2 separate regions of the Zea mays genome follow, and region 1 is linked to region 2. Evidence: chromatin contacts called from public Hi-C data. All regions are on one chromosome and are shown on one strand. Each heading gives the region's core, a stretch centred on a gene start, on an enhancer-like site or on the middle of the called end of the contact. The rest is flanking DNA. Distances are from core to core; before and after follow the strand shown.

Evidence for each region. A called contact is a pair of places that touch in the nucleus more often than the background predicts.
Region 1: a Hi-C map of root tip shows a contact between it and region 2, with 4 times the contacts expected there. The contact joins the promoter of LOC100276658 here to the enhancer-like site in region 2. A contact is called at or near these places in 13 of 25 Hi-C or Micro-C datasets (bundle sheath, ear, leaf and 3 more).

The regions. Positions count from the first base shown.
Region 1 is chr9:98,777,809-98,780,744 of Zm-B73-REFERENCE-NAM-5.0, reverse strand. LOC100276658 reads right to left here and starts at 1,365. Exons shown (of 1, transcript NM_001150390.2): 1 at 439-1,365. The coding sequence starts at 1,353. The coding sequence ends at 718.
Region 2 is chr9:98,708,436-98,711,403 of Zm-B73-REFERENCE-NAM-5.0, reverse strand. The region is part of intron 15 of LOC103638720 (transcription initiation factor TFIID subunit 1); the gene reads right to left. Among protein-coding and RNA genes, the nearest start is that of LOC103638720, 24 kb to the right of the region's middle. Within about 2 kb of position 1,398, at least 1 of the 20 cell types and tissues checked has an H3K27ac peak or open chromatin away from gene starts, as enhancers often do. A contact at or near this core is called in root tip, where this site is marked.

The sequences.
Region 1 (2,936 bases), core at 116-2,615, 69 kb before region 2:
ATTTTTGTTGAAATTGCGCTGCACAAAAACAACTACAGAACTATTGCCACATTCAACTGCGCTGCATAGAAACAACTACAGAACTGTTGCGGCGTTAGGGCTTGTACAACCCCTAAGACTGGTTCGATTTTTAAGGATCAGAGACAATTAAGAGACCTCGTGATACAATTATGAGAAACTAGATCATAAATATATTTAAGAAACAATATGTATGAATAATTGTGTAGAGATGGGCTCTTAGCAAAGAGTCTGTCTCTTTATTTTTTTTAATTAGACTTTTAAAGACTTCTTAAAAGACTCCATATTAAAGTCAGTACCTTTATATGAAAGTCAGTAGCAATAACTATGACGATGTCGTTGTCCGATGCTTACACCTTTTTTCTTTTCCTTCGGTCATAATCTATTTTGCACGTTGATCTAGCTGTACTAACTAAGTAAAAAAAACCCCGACAACATTTAAATATGGTCTTGCAATTGCAGTGATCAGGCACCTATGGTTCTTGCTCAAGCTTTAACACCGCAAAACCAGTGGAGGAAAATACACATTTTCGACATTACGTTCTCTTCTCAGGGAAGGGAGAACGACAGACAGCATGAGGAGAGTTGTTAAAATTCTCTCACACCAGAAGCCCACAAGCAAAGCCATGACGACCGACTCACTCACGCAGCAACATCAAACTCCAGCAGCCGGAGTCTGGAGATCGGAGAACTTCATCCTCACGTGGGTTTGAGGTCCTGAAACATGGAGTCCCACTTGATGTCGCCGTCACCGGCGCCGCCGTCCTCGTCCTCGTCGTCTCCCATCTCCTCCTCCTCGTCTTGGTACCCGTCATGAAACATCAGACTCGCCTTCTGCGACGACGCCGACGACAGCCTCGCGCCGCCACGGCCTCTGAGGCCGTAGCCGTACCCTCCTCCGGCGACGCCGCCGTCGGTGATCATGAGCACCATCTTCTTGGTGGTGCCGCTACCAGTGCCCTTCCGCTGCACTGCTCCGACGCGGACGGCGTCTTCGCCGCCGCAGATCCTCGGGACGACGGTGACCGACGACGACGCGGCCCTCCACGCGCCGCCTCCTGCCAGCCGGCGCGCGCACCGGGACAGGCACCTGGTGGCCCTGCGCCCGAGCCGCGAGGCCGCGGACGACGAGGCGCCGGCGTCCTGCTTCCTGGCCAGCTTGAGGATCTCGAGGCGGTGCTTGGCGACGGCGATGCCCATGCTCTTGAGCAGGTCGTGGTCGAAGTGCGGCGCGTCCCGGGGCTCCAGCTTGTTCCGGCTGAAGAGGCGCCCGTACTCGTGCGCCAGCGACGGCGCCAGCCCCGTCCGCGACAGCCACGCGTACCAGCTGTCCATGGCCCCCTGAACCTGACTTGCTGGCCGTAACCACTCGCGCTAGGATTTGTAGGAAATGGCATGCACAGCACAGGGAGGCAGACTGACACGTGACACTGACCAAGCAGGTAGAAAACCCGCAGCTGCAGAACACGGCCCAGCCAGCTCACATGCATGTCATGCATGCAGTAACGTACGGGTACAGGAACAGGATCCAACACCAATAACGTACAGTACAGCTACTTGTCACATGTCCCCTGCAAAGTGGAGCTGCAGCTGATCGATTGATGGGCTTCCCTTTTCAGCTTGAATAAACTGTTGCTAGCTGCTACTATGGTTCAGGTCGTCACGATACTTTTTCTATGCGAAAGACGCATGTAATCTCTATCCACTTGCGAGATTTCTTTTGGCAGCTTTGGGCGCAATGCAATGCAATGCAATGCATGGAAAAGATCACTTGAGATGTTGGAGGGTGGCGGCACGTATGATGATGGCGGTTGCGAGGAAGGACCACGGACACGTAAAGGCGGGAAGGACGCAAGCCGCGGGCGAGATGCGGGAGAAATGTGACCAGGCCAGGGGGCATCAATCCGTCGTCCCCGCGCCCGCGCCCGCGCGCGCGCCACCTCGCCGTCGCGTCGCGTACGCGGGTACGGTGGCTTGGGATCCTGTGGGCAGCGGATCGGAGCGGGGCTAGCTGACCCCATTGCGCGTCGCCCGGCTTATGGTGCCCGACAGCCCGAGGCGCGCGCGCTGGGGACGAGATGATTGTGCGGCGGCCGGGCCTGGGCGGAAGGACGGACAGGATTATTGCGTCCGCGCACTTGGTGTCGCCGTCGTGTCGCCCGGGTCGGCGCCTGAGCAAAGGGGGAAAAAATGAGTGGGAGGGGAGCAGGGATAGGGGGTGACTGATAATAGATCACGATCACGTTTCTTCGCAGTTCGTTTGAACACAAAATTAATATTAGTTCAAATATGAATATAAATTGAGCACCATCTTAGTTCGATCAGACGTTTAAAAATAAACTTTAGAACCTGTTACCACACCTAGACATCAGTCTTCACAAACATCGGCCACTAAAGATAGATACCATCAGCGAGGTAATACTCTTGGTTGTACTCGTGATCAGAGGCGGAGGATCCATTGTGGCTAGATATAGCCCAAGTCATACCTAATTGGAGAACACATTTAATTGAGAAAGATAATAATAGTCGCAAATTATATAATTCATAGCTCATAGCTCGTAAGTATTAAGAAGGCATTTTAGGAGAAGGATAGGCAAATACAATTGGCTGTCTCCAAGACGTGTGTATTAAAATTATTAGCATGACTTTGAATTATGTATTGTCGTGCACACATGTTTGTTAACAATTTATTCTTATTTTAGACAATGTTTTACTTATATATATATATGTTGTCTATTTTTTTTCTACAATTTAAATGGATGTGTGCTAAATTATATGGTGTAAAGTCATACCTAATTTTTTTCCGTCCTCCGCCACTCCTCCTGATCATTCACTATGAAGTTTATATTTAGTGCTTCACTACCGGAATCGCGTTCTTTGCCGAGTGTCTAAGACACTCGGCAAAGACTATTTTACAC
Region 2 (2,968 bases), core at 149-2,648:
CGTCCTCATCAAGGTGAGTTTGAGTGCCTACTTTCTTGTTAACATAAAGTCATCTAGTTCCTGCTAGGTTGGTCGTTAATCACTTATCACTCATACACTATAATTTTAAAGCACAAAATGGCAGGAGTTTTCCTTCAAATAAGGTAGGAAAAGTAGACATCATACACTATAATGCAATAATGAAAGAAATCATAGATGTCTGCTCCAACGGTAGTGAAAGTCAGTATGCCAAAATCCCACTATGTCTATGGCATATGGGAGTAGGTTCCACATGTTATTGTATAAGTTAACACTGTAAAGGCAAAATGAGAATTGTTTTCATTTATGGAGACAAGTGTTTCTTTTTCAGAGGACCCAAATGTGGCTTGCATAAAACAATGATCCCCAAATAAGTAATGCCAGAGACCATCAAATATCAATACACACTCTATATGCTCATACTGAAGCATGTTCCATGGTATTAGGGGCTTTTTTGTAGCCTCCTAAGCAAGATTCCCGCCAGGCATTGATCATAGCCCCAGGCCCCTGAGAAATTACAGGCTAGGGGGGACGCCCAAGCCAGGCAGTCTTGCCTGGGAAACACACTCTTAGACATGCCTGTTAGAATAGAATGTGCTCGTTTATCAAGCTACAACCATATCATATTAGGGGTCCACACGGTTGTTCTATACTCCCTCCGTCTCAGGATATAAGGCGTAACCACTTTTTATTTTTGTCTCACAATATAAGGCGTGCTCTCTCTATGCATACGTATATCGATGCAGTGATATAGAGACAATTAAATGCATTTCTTGGTCTTTGAACCAGAGGTGGTTACGCCTTATATACTGGGACGGAGGGAGTAATAGAGGAAGACCTTAACTGACTCTGATTAAAGATAGGATAGAATCAGGTTTGATCTGTCCCAGATATAGAATAGAAGTCGGTTAAGGTAGCTGCACCCGAGTTGAACTCCTGATGGCAGTATTCTGCCCTATATATACTCAACCCCATCGACCTAATAGGTCAGAGCGAACACTTAAACCTAGTGACGTGTTTTCTTACATGGTATCAGAAATGGTCAAGGTCTTCCTTTATTATGGAACAATCATGTAGACCCTTGATCTGATATAACTATAGCATGATATACAAGCACATTCTATTCTAACATCCATCTATCCACCTCCAGAACCCTATCCGACGATAACAACTCTTCATGGTGTCTACCACAATCTCTGTTGTGTTAAGGCCTCTCCTAGGGCAATACATGAAGCTTACCAAGAACAACTTCGTGCTCTAGAAGACACCAAGACTGCTACTGCAGACACTCATATGGTGTAGACACCAACTGGTACCTCGACACAGCTGCGACTGATCACATCATATCTGATCTAGACAAGCTGATGGCCTACAACAAGTACAAGGGCAAAAACCAGATCATCACAGCCAACGGGGCAGGTATAAAAATTAAGAACATTGCCTCTGTGAAAATCTTGCATCTCAATAATGTCTCACATGTTTCTCATGCTACAGAGAATCTAGTTTCTGTCCATTAGTCTTCCAAAGATAACTGTCTCCCTTGAATATTTTCCTTATCATTTTCTAAAGATTTGGGCACGAGAAAGGTTATGCTTTGTGATAGATGTGAAGATGGTCTTTATCCATTACCAAGCCTCCGGCGAGGGGCTCTTAGTGTCATCAAGATGTCCCCTCACTGGTGGCATAGTCGTTTTGGTCAATCGTTCTTTCAAATGGTTGAGAATTTTGTCAGTCAAAATAAAATTTCTAGTTATAGTGACTCAGAAGAACCAATCTATAATGCTTCAAATGTATCTATCTTTGACACCAGGGGCAATTGTAATACAACTGATCATTCGTTTCCTAATGATTTATCTGCTAATGCTCATGCTACTGAAGAAGTTTTTGGAGATTCTAGTAACAGGCATGACAAAGAAGGTGAGACAGATGTTCGGGTGTCAACTAATGCAGCAACACCTTCTACGCAGGGTGTGCTGCCCTCTGACCATATGTTATCAGCACCTAGACTAGCTGTTTAGATGCGTGTTGCTCCGCATCTCTATTATCAGTGTCTGTTTAAAACAGAAGATAATGACTTGTTAGAAGCATCTTTAGGACCTGCAATATCCCATGTCCGTGCTCCACCATCACCAGCACGGTAGGAGTAGCCACCATGGGGCTTTGTTTCCATAGGAGCATGTAACACCCATTCCACTCCCGGACCGGCTGTACTTATTCCTAACAGCACTCTAGGATCATATATCATCCACACAGACCAACACGAGTCTTTTGTGCGCACTTTGTCCTCATTCATGTGCACCCGGGAAAACTTCCCGGTCGGTTACCCATCCCAAAATTGCTGCTGGCCAAGCACGCTTAAGCCAGAGGTTCTTTCGAGACAGACTTCCAAAAAAAAGAGGCGCCTTGTTGGTATGAGTAATCTATTAATTCTATTAAACCTTTGGCCCAAGATATCACCATCCACTGGGGCCAGGATATCACAAAGTAGGAGCTTCAGAGGCTGGCACTTTATCATCAGACACATCAGCACCTGTTTACACAGATCAGAGGCCTCATACAGAACTTAAAGATGGTAAAATTTCTCACGTTCGATATAGCTAACTAACTACTATAGGGGAACTTCTGTCTGAAGCTTTGGCTGATGAAAATTGGAACTTTGGAAGGATGCTATGGATATAGAATTTGATGCACAGATGAAAAATGATCCTTGATATCTAGTTCCTTCTGGTAGTGCCAAGAATGTTATAGATTATAAGTGGGTCTATGGAATAGAACGAAAAACAAATGGAAGATAAGATAGATATAAAGCCAGGCTGGTGGCCAAAGGCTTTAAGCAGCGATATGACAGAGATTATGAGGAAACCTTCAGTCTTACGGTTAAGGCAACTACCATCAGGATCATTCTATCGTTAGCAGTTTCTAGAGGATGAACATTGAGGCAACTTGATGT